2 separate regions of the Rattus norvegicus genome follow, and region 2 is linked to region 1. Evidence: chromatin contacts called from public Hi-C data. All regions are on one chromosome and are shown on one strand. The core of a region is the stretch at or near the end of the contact, and the rest is flanking DNA. Distances in the headings are between cores, read along the strand shown.

Region 1 (5,395 bases), core at 1,936-4,435:
CAGCTTTGTCCTGGAGGAGTAGCTCAGCAGTAGAGCACTCGCCTAACATGCATGACACCCTGGGTTCAGTCTCCTGCACCACAAAGCTGGGTGGATAATTCAGCTTTATGCTTTAACACTGATTATGGAGCAGGCTGGGTCACTTCTACTAACCCAAATCTTGTGGGAGAGACTTGAGGCTGAAGTAACTAAACTCCAGATCACACGTGCTGTCCACTCCAGAATCGTGCTTGTTACCCTTAGTGTCCTAACTTTCCCACAGATGGCCCAGACTCCACCTTGTCAAGCCCAGTGGTGGCTTCTCCCAACCACCAGACTCTAAGGACGGTCTGTTACCTTTGCAGATGCTTTTGCTTTGACACTTGACTGAAGTGGAGGGCAGGCCAGAAGTGTGCTGGCCATGCCTCAGGCCGGTGGACCATAGCTAGACAGACAGAAGAACAGCAGCTGTCCAGGCCCCAGTGCTCTCCCTCTGGGGTGGCTGCATGTATGAGCCGCCCTCAGAGTCTTGGAAAGCAGAGGCCATATCTCAGGGAAAGCCCTGGTTGAAGGGTCTGTCCTCTCTGAAGGCACAAGGGCCGCTCGCTCTGAGTGTTCTGACCTTGCACCATTTTCAGGCAAGAAATAATAAACTGTTGTGCTCCCGTCTCTGTCGCTGTCTGTTCAGGCAGGCTGCCGAGGTACTTGGACACTACACCTACTGCTGAGGCTGTACCATTCCCCTTGCTGGGGTCCAGGGGAATACTTCAGAGAAGACAGAGTGGTGGAATCCCATGGTGCTTAGAGCCAGACTCCTAGGGATCATTTTGTGGGGCCACTTGTCCTGAGAAGCCGCCCTCCTCCCTGAGATCTACCTTCTTTCACAGTCTAACAGCCTAGCGAGTATGTGCGTGTGGCATGCTATTTGCAGCAAGCCGGTACTCGGGGAGGTGCAGAAGTGAGGAGCACAGGCTTGAGCTGAGCCACCGGCAGTGCAGAGGAGACCCAGCCATAAGTGGAACCTGGCTTCACCTTACCCACCCGTCCGCATTTGCAAAGAGGCAAGCATGACCTGTCCAAGCCCAGTGAATGTGTTACTGAGCACTCTGCTCTGACTTAGTCTTGAGAACACCAAGATCTGCACCGGGGAAACCAAGCGCTTGGACTCAGAGCCTATGAGAGTGCCAGAGTGTGGCATGAGGTTCACACGGGCTCCTCCCAAGGCCCCATCCCACTAGACTGGCCACACTTCCCTGCCAACACCTCACCTGGCTAGCTGTGGCCAAAGGTGGCGAACCAGTGCCACTCATGATGCCCCGGCATTGAAGCACCGTTGTACCCATGGAATGTTCTGGTGTGCAGATGAGGGGAGAGACATTTCTGTCATTGTCTACCAGCCAGAGCATCTGCCAGCTCAGGTGGGGTCCTAGGCCCAGGGAGGAATGAGTACCCAGGCCATTCCCACCCCATCAGCCACAACTGGGTGAGCCACCTGGCCTCTTGGGAGCTCCATCTCCTCCATGTAAGAATGCACAGAGGAGCTGTCCAAGGCTGCTGCCTGTCAGTGAGGGTACCTGCATGTCTGCAACACCCACTGCCTCATTTGCCAAAACCCTGTGGTCCAGAGAATTCCAGGAAGAACAGCTTCATTCTGAGTGGCATCTATACCACACAGATGGGGGTGTGAGCCCCTCTGACAGGAGCAGGTGACAGCTCCCATCTAGATGGTATATCCGGGGTATGCAGGCCATGGTGAAATTCTCCAGAGTTACACTATTGGCCCTTCTCCTGGGCCCTTGGCTCTGCAGCCGGCTCCTCCTCCCTGACTTCACTGCTTCTGGGATGGTAACACTTAAAAGCCCTGCGCTTGGGAGGCTGAGGCAGGAAGGCGATGAGAATGAAATCAGCTGGGCCATAGAGTAAGCTCCAGGCCCTTCCTGCTAAGTCACTTCCTTCTCCAGTGGCAGCCTGGACTAGGTAGCAGCTCAGGAGTTGGGATCCACAGGAACCAGAGCACAGCCCTGACCCCCATGAACATGGAACATGAGAGCCAAGAGTCTGCGCTTAACCTCCCACAACATGCCAAGTGTGTCTCACATCCTTAGTCTCAGCCGTCAGGAGGCAGAAACAGATGTCAGAGTTTGAGGCCGTCCTGGTCTACACAGCATGTTCCAGGCCAGCCAAAACTATATAGTGAGACCCTGTCTAAAAAAGTTAAAACTAAAAAAATAAAAGTGAGACACAAAAGTGGGCGCCAGTGGAGCTGACAGGGTCAGGGTTGGTGATTTTGAAGACGTTTTATTAGTTGTTCTTTTCCAGGTGCTGGCCCAGAATGTGCCAGCATGTTTACCTCCCTAAGCTGGGTGAACTTTCAAGTTCAGGAACTAAAGCCACAGGGCGTCAGGATTAATTCAAGAGACGTGGGGTGCTAAGTCTGTGTTCGAAGCATGCGAGCAGAGCGGGAGCGTGTGTGCAGAACAGCTCTGAAGTCTACAGAGTAGCTGAAATTGTTTAAAGAAAAACCCTACTGAAACTGAAAGAGAACACAGAGGCTATGTGACCCAAATGAGGTAAAGAGAGTGCTTTTCAAAAGTCCATAGCAGCTGTATCTTGTGCATCTGTCTGCCCCTCCTAGATGCAGGCAGAGGATGGCAGGGACAGCCCTCCCTCCAGGCTACAGCTGGAGACATGCCCAGGTCCTGAAGTCCTACCCCTGTATCTTCCCAACCTATCTGGAAGCTCTCTGGCTTTCCTCACAGCCAGGACCTCCTCACTGCCTTTTTACCTGAAGCCGAGAGGTCCTAGATAGCTCCCAGTCTGGGGATGGGACAGACAAGCAACCAGCCAGCTAACCAGGCTCCATGGGAGGAGCCCTGAGTGCCCAGGTAGTGAGACCAGAAGACCTTCCCGGAGAAGAGGCCCAGGAGATGATACCACATAGATTGAGGGAGATCTTACAGGCAAGGACTCTGTATGAGATCTGGTGTCCAGGGGTTGGGGATTTAGCTTAGTGGTAGAGTGCTTACCTAGCAAGCGCAAGGCCCTGGGTTCAGCCCCCAGCTCTGGGGGGAAAAAAAAAAAATCTGGTGTCCAGGGACCTCCATGACAGGAATTGACTCAGAAACAGATCTTGTCCCTTCTAGAAACTAGAAGGTTTCACTGGACCAACACACACACACACCCTAGAGGACAGTTGGTGCGTTGCGTACATGGTCAGGCTTTGCATCTGAACATGCACAGCTAAAGCAGGAATCGGCCAGCTCTACCACAGGACCGTTTATTGAAGACCCAGTAGTAAGTCCAGCCTGACTCTCAGTGTCCCATCATTGGAAGCCATAGGGTGCCAGGAGAGGGAGGCTGGGACCTCAGAAGCACAGGCTAATTCCACTATGTGCCTGAGGACAGACTGAACTCTACCCTGCCCTCCAAGCCACTGGCTCATAAGACATTCGTAAGGTACCCAGCACCCTCCCATCCTCGGTGCAGAGCTCTAGCCAGGTGTTTGGCCTGGCTATGACACAGATAAGGACTACACAGCCCAGAAAGTAAAACGGAGTGAAGCCAGCCCGGGGCTATGCAGGGTTTCACAGTGACCCTCTACGTAGTGAGCACCTAGCCACCCAGGCAAGAACTCTAGTCCACCTTCGCCACCAGGACCAAGTTCCACACCTCTTCTCCTACCATGGACAGGCCTCATGAGGGCCCTGGATGAGCACAAGGGGCTAGGACCCCACAGACCACAGGGCAATGTGGCCGAGCAAGCACAGAAACATTTATTAACAGCCAGTCCTGGACCAGGTTCCAGGACCTTCATGTGACCGGCACAGCACCTGCAGGCAGTATGGCACTTTGATGGTGATACCCTGCACCGATTCCTTGGGTCAGTGAGAACGTGGGCTCTCTCGAGCAGCCTAGGATGGGACCAGCCCAGCCTGTAGCCAGATGTAACCAGCTTGCTGTCTTGTCCCAAGCCTCCCTCTAAGGGGACAGTGTGAATCGGTGAATGTTGAGTGGAACTGGGGTTAGGGGTTGGCAAGGGAATGCTCTGAAATCAGTGTGGGCATGGCTGTACCAACAGGAATGAACAGTTGTTCGATGACAGATGACTCCCAAGTGACACACACGTGTCCTCAAGAAGACTCACACCATCCTGACTCATGGCCACCAAGCAGATGGCAGATGAAACTCCCTGACTGTGGTCAGCGACTGGGCTGGCTAAACTCGGGCCTCCCCTAAGTCACAGCACAGAAGGCCCTCTGCTGTTCGGGTGACAGTCCTGTGGGATCCTGAGCTTGCCTCCGGCTGCTGTGTAACGTGGATGCTGCTGACCAGTGCCTATGTGAGCAGGCCCTGAGTGAGCCTCAGCACAGCCTCATAAGCCACGAAGACCACCATGTTGACAGGAAAGGCGCGGCAGCAGTTGAGTGCCAGTCCCTTGAAGAGCACTCTGGGACCCTCCTCCCGCACGCTGGTCACCACACAGTGCAGGAGGCCCCGGTAGCGCTGCTGGCCCTGCCCATCCGCCTGCAGGCGGGACTTGATAACGTCCATGGGCGTAGCCACAGCCCAGGCCAGGACCCCGGCACAGCCTCCAGCCACCAGCACACCTAGGACATCTGCAGGGGAGACAGTGGCCATACCTTATTGCAAGCTTCTTGGAGACAGGACCCAGCCCAGGGGAACTCAGTGAGTCGAGATAAACCCCCCTAGCACAAAGTCACTGTGGCCTTGGACAGTCACACACACTCCCCTCAGAAACCCTACTTGAAAAATGAGGCAGGCAGATAAGAATGCTTAGCCTGATTAGGTGTCAGTGAGCTGCACAAGCAGCCTGAGAAACCTCCGCGTGCAAACAAGCCTGCCTGGGTTAAATCTATGCTTCTATGATGCAGATTCCTTTCCCAGCACCCATGCCCTGGGGCCGACCCCACCCGCCCTCTGCCTGTCACTCACCTGGCTGACTCTGGCCAGCAGGGGTGAGCCACTCCGAGAGCACAGCATAGGAGAGAAAGTAGGTGGCAAAGGAGTGGCCTTCACGAAGGAGTAGAGCCGAGCTGCCCTTGTAGAGTCCGCGCAGACCCTCCTCTCGGGCCACTGTGACTAAACAATGTAGTGGCCCACTGTACTTAGGCCTGGGCTCCAGGCAAGCAGTGGGTGCTGGACACAAAGCGGGAGCCACAGATGTCCAGGAGGCCGAGGGTCGCCGCTGCTGTGTCTGAGATTGGGCCTGTGTCTGCAGGCGGACTTTGGCCACCTCAGTGGGTGACGTCAGGAACACCTAGGACAGGGAAGAAACCGAGTAGGACATGCCTACAAACTGCCCACATACTCTAGGACCCGCCAGGGCAGTGTGGAGAGCCCAGACCCCAAGAGGCTGCTAGCTGGTCCTAGTGGTTTGATGGTGCTGAGTTCAAAG
Region 2 (5,395 bases), core at 1,458-3,957, 34 kb before region 1:
GGACATCTGAGTTGGAGGCCAGCCTGATCTGCAGATTGAGTTCAAAGACAGCCAGGACTACACAGAGAAACTGTCTCAAAAAACAACCAAAACAAAAACAAATAAACCAAAAAGCCCAAAGACCTACCTGGCATGCATAAAGCCCAGGATCAGGTCCTAAGGCGCCCCGGATAGGCATCTGGTCTACCCAACTGTGGTAAGAGCAATTCTAATCATGGCATCCAAATTTGTTTCTTTCACCCCAAATGCATATGTTCACACAGTACTGAATCTCCTTTTAAACGTTCTTCCTGAGGGGTTGGGGATTTAGCTCAGTGGTAGAGCGCTTGCCTAGCAAGCGCAAGGCCCTGGGTTCGGTCCCCAGCTCTGAAAAAAAAAAGAAAAAAAAAGAAAAGTTCTTCCTGGAACTCTGAGCATTCACAGATTTCTATCAGCTAGTTCTCAGTAAGAAGTGCTTTGGTCTAGAGCTCAGTATTCTGTGCACAGTTAAGTACAGACAGGAAGAAAATACGGGTGCTAAGCATAGCACAGCCAGCAGAGGGCAGAGTGGGACACAGTGCAAGCCTGGGCCATGGACCAGCTAAGCTGGGCTTCTTTTTTTATACTTGTGGGTTTGCTGTGTGAGTGTATGTCTGTGGGGATGTGCAAACCTGTGCACACACAAGGAGGCCAGAAGATGGAATCCTGTGCTGTTTCAGTTTCCTTCTCTTCCAGGAGTGGTCTCCATCTGTGAACTCGTACGGGCTGGGTTACAAGCAAGTGTGTAATGGTGTGTTACATGGGTGCTGGGATCCAAACTTTGGTCTTCATGATTTCAAAGCAAGTGCCTTTAAAGATGAGCCTCTCTAGCCCTATTCTTTCATGACGAGAGCTCACTATGTAAGCTGGTCTTAGTCCAGTCTTCCTGCCTCAGCCTTCTGAGAGCTGGGACTGCAAGTGTATATCACAATGTCAGGTCACACACTGGGCTTCAACATCCCACTCAAAGCCTTCCACACCTGTCCCCTAATGGCACCATTCACCTAAGAACCCCACTGCCATACAAGTCTGCTCATCATCCAAGGCCTGCAGATATCATTCCCACCGGCAGCTGAATCCAGGCACGTAATGATGCCCACATTTTGAGTCATCTTCTAAAAAGGACTTCTAAAACCAGCTGTGCACTCTCCAACCAAACTAAGATCCCACTGGAGACCGATTACACACAGATAGAACCATGCTCTGCAAATAATATGACCTCTATATATTCAGCAGGGATCGGAGGCCAATCTCTTGGTTCCTGGAGTGGAACCCATCAGATTCCCACCACCATGTTATACAGAGCTCAGTCACAGCCTGGATTTTCAGCTACCTGGTTATCTGCAGGGTCGACTCACAAAAGAGGCCTCTAGCAGATCTGAAGACAGTGTGGCCCGTCAGCTCCACAGGAGATAGAAAGTGAATGACAGCAAGACTGGACGCCTGATGCACTGCACCGCACGTAGATTTCATCCACTCACTCAACATCTGCCACCATAGGCAAAAACAGTAAATGAAGCCCTTCACTCAGCACACTCACAAGCTATAGGAAGACAAACACATTCCCCGCTCTACTTGTGAACCTATCTAGAAAGACTATCTTTTTTTTTTTCTTTCTTTTTCTTTTTCTTTTTTTCGGAGCTGGGGACCGAACCCAGGGCCTTGCGCTTGCTAGGCAAGCGCTCTACCACTGAGTTAAATCCCCGACCCGAAAGACTATCTTTTTTTATGGAGCTGAGAGAGACTATACCAGTGTGGCACTCTGGAAAGGTTGAAGGAACCAAGCTGATCACAATACTGAGACTAAAACAGAACCAACGCCAATTAAGATGAGTCAAGGGTGATTCAAGAAAACACACATGAGGGGAGAAGGCTGAGGGAGATGCACACAGTTTAGGAGATGGGTTGCCATTTTGTACTCAAGTCCAGAAACTGCCATGGGAAAAGGGGGTGTGGTGAGACCAAGAGGAAGAGGCTAACGGAGAAAAGAGTACTGAGTACTTAAGAATACTAAAAAAGCTAAAGGGAGCAAAGTTACGTGGGGCAGGGTGTCCTGTGTTTTTGTTCACTGTCCGAGAACCCTCAACCTAGATTATTTGTAGACTGCAAGCCGATGGGACAGGGAGTTGAGGAAGTTAAGAAAGACAAAATTTTTCCCGTTCAACAAAAGGGTCCTAGTTTTCTACTCTATGTTAGGCACTATGATGGATCTGATGTGAGCAGAAATTAAAACACGGATCTTGCCCCAGAGGCCACGGATACACGGTGGGGAAAGGGGAAAAAAAAAAAAAGAAAAAAAAACAAACACAGGTTTTGAAGGATGAAGTTAGCCAAGCTGTCAACACTAATGGGTAAAGAGTTCAGAGCACAGCACTCTAGGGATGAACGGGAAGAAAAGGAAGGCGAGCAGCGAACTGAGCCCGGCGCTAAGAGGCGGGAAGCACGCGGCCGCCAGGTCCCGGCCCCCTCCCGCCCGGGCCCGCCGCTCACCACTCACACGGAAGCGCTTGGTACACCCCTACACCGGTCCGGCCAGCACTCGGGCCGCCCAGTGGCGTTCCACCACGACGCCGGGAACCTCAGCCAATCAGAGATGAGCTCTGCCCTGCCTCTGGCTGGACAACCAATGGCGGTATTCCGGGACCGGAAGTTGTTCCAGCCGGCTGGGGTTTCCACAGACGCCCAGGAGGTACCGGTGGCTGAACCAGCGGTGCTGACTGGTGGAGCCGAACAGGGGCTGCCGGTAAGTGAGGAGAGGGTGGTTACTGCCAAGGGAGGGATGCCGAGGTGGCGCCGGAACCTTGGCCTGACGTCCCGGCGCCGAGCCATGAGGGTCCAGCTCGGAACCGGACTCAATGTTCTCTGAGCACTAGCACCACGAGGGACCCGGAGGCTGCGGCGGTGCCGCCCACCCTGTCTGTCATCGTTTCCCACCACCTGGGCCCTGTAGGATCGCCAGCAGTCCCCTACACAAACTGTAAAGTTCTTGGTGCCCATTTCATAGGTGAGGAATCCGAGAGAGAAGCAGGGAAGGATCACTACTTGTGCACGGTTTCATAGCAAGCTTATGTCCAACATTAAAAGCCGATGCTCTCTGACCTCAGAGTTCCCATCTTTCCGCTGCAGTGCACCACTTCAGAGGGGGAACGCCTCAGGGAATGTACATGGTGATATGCCCGCCCTATTTGTCACACAATACACTACACACAATTGCAATGATGCTGTAGGGGCGGGAAAAGAAGAGGGTGGGGAGGTCATATGACGGTCAAGCTGAAGAAAGGGACAGCTGATGCAATGGCATGTAGCTCAGGGCTCTTGAGAGTTTGATTGGTCTCAGTCTCTTCCCACAGCTCACCCAGCTAGCTACTAGCTGGACTTGCTCTTGAAGGAAACTGGTCAGGTGGCTAAAATGTTTCTGAGAACCTGATTGATTTCTAGGAAACCCCTCAGTAAGTGAAACTGAAAGGGTGTGGCAAAGCAGGAAAGAAAAACAATAGACTTAAAAAAAAACTGAAATGGGGAGAGTATTAAAGACCTCCACCCTGGCTGGGCATTCTCATCTGCTCAACTGCCCAGTGTGATCGGGGCCCTTGGACTACACAGCCAGAGTACGTATTGCCTTCTTGGCTAGGTTCGCAGCTTGTTTACTGTTGTTCTAGTGGTTATAGGAAAGTGTTGAAGACTTGAGAAGAGCGTGTGTCAGGATTAGGATGTTAGGCATTTATTTCATCTATTTGACTCAAGTTGTGCCCTGGTTTTGAGCAGTAGATGTAGCCAGTGCCCAGCAGCCTGTGCCCAGCAGCCTGTGCCCATTCAGAGCTTGCCCTGCAACATCTTCAAACCTCCGGCTGACTTGGCCTCCTTAAGTGGTCAGTACCTGAATACGTTTGCATTCTTATCGGGACATGTGTCTTTGTAAATTAGCATCTTTCTCTTTGAAGGTAGTGTTCGTGGGGTTGAGCTTGTAGTTCCATTATTAAAAGGCTTACTTGGCATGTTCCAGGCTCTGGGTTCAATCCCCAATGCCTTTGGCTGGGAAAATAGCCTTTCATTAACTAGACCATCATCTATCCCTAAGTTTAGGAGTGTAAAGAACCGCTTGCTCTAAAGGGGTTTTGTCTTCTGCGATCATGTCAATCTGAAACTGTTGTTATCTACTCTTTGAGACCACAGTCCCGAGGTATCTAGAAAGTTTCCTAGACCACCCTCTTTCCAACCTGCCCCTAAAATCTTGCTGTCTTCCTCCCTCAGGCTGGAGCGTCTGTGGGTCTTACCTGTGATGGTTTCCTCGTGGTGAAAATCCTTTTCTTTCCTATCTGCTCACACTGTAATGTGCCCCTTTCTTTATGAGCCTACCATGTTATCTAGAACAATGCCATCTTTCCAAATGAGCCACAGGTTAGAGGGCCTGCAGAGGGGAATTATGGGTGGAGGAGCCTTTGTGGGCTTCTCCTCAGAGACCTGCTGTGCTTGCTCTGCAGTACGCAGGGTTTTTGGCAGATTGATGTTTTACAATCCCAGTACTTTTGTTACAGGGGATAATAGATGACTTCCTGGTTGTTACCTCTTTCTTTCTTCCATATTGTATTAGTAGTTGGGTAAATAAATAGCATTTCCTTAATAAAGAGACGACTTCTCACCCGAGGTTGATGTTGCCCTTAACCCTTTGGCATCTTGGAGTCCTGCATAAAGATGGTAAACATCCAGTGACTGTGCAAATGTCGCTGTACTTCAAGAACTCCCAGCTAAACACCTCTGCAGTTAAGCTTAATTCTCAAGGTTAGCAAACAAAAACAGAGGAGGATGGGGAGAGCTCGTCACACAGGACAGAGGTAAGTGTGTGACTGCATGAAGGAAGGAAGGTGGGAGCTCTGTTTTCTTTGCTCCAACCATTCCTAGAATATTCACTCAAGAAATTGCCTCTCACTCTCTTGGTCTCCCTCCCTCTCTCCCTCATGCACACACACACACACACACACACACACACACACACACACCTGACTAAACAGTGACCGTGCGTGAGGAAAACAGATCTCACCTGTTATGTCCTCTCTCTGATTTGGTTTGTACGCCGCTTCCAAGTCAGGGTTATAATACGAGATAGGTGCTCCCCTCCAACGCGGATCCTAAACGCACATCCGGTTCCCTAGCTGACGATGTCCTCTCCCATTCCTGATGCAGTGGAAAGAGACTAGCTGTCCCAGGCTCACTCACTCATCCCCTGGCACTCAGTTTCTAGGAGTTGAGTGCAGTTCTGGCCACAGCTGATTGCAGTCTTTGCAGAGCCCCACATTTGTGAAGGAGCAGGGTAAATAAAGGCAAGTCCAGGGGTAACCAGAAAAGGGGAGATGTTACAATGGGCAAAGAAGCCCAATAA

What was found. A called contact is a pair of places that touch in the nucleus more often than the background predicts.
Region 2: a Hi-C map of liver shows a contact between it and region 1, with 2.4 times the contacts expected there. The contact joins the promoter of Wars1 here to the enhancer-like site in region 1. A contact is called at or near these places in 4 of 12 Hi-C or Micro-C datasets (kidney, liver and prefrontal cortex).

The regions. Positions count from the first base shown.
Region 1 is chr6:133,535,716-133,541,110 of GRCr8, reverse strand. Slc25a47 (solute carrier family 25, member 47) reads right to left here. Exons shown (of 6, transcript NM_001001509.1): 5 at 4,933-5,257; 6 at 3,736-4,595. The coding sequence ends at 4,315. Wars1 (tryptophanyl-tRNA synthetase 1) reads left to right here. Exons shown (of 11, transcript NM_001013170.2): 11 at 1-648. Among named protein-coding and RNA genes, the nearest start is that of Slc25a47, 6.7 kb to the right of the region's middle. Within about 2 kb of position 3,185, at least 4 of the 93 cell types and tissues checked have an H3K27ac peak or open chromatin away from gene starts, as enhancers often do. A contact at or near this core is called in liver, where this site is marked.
Region 2 is chr6:133,568,957-133,574,351 of GRCr8, reverse strand. It overlaps Wars1 (tryptophanyl-tRNA synthetase 1), which reads left to right and starts at 2,707. Exons shown (of 11, transcript NM_001013170.2): 1 at 2,707-2,761. It also overlaps a transcript of Wdr25 not described here.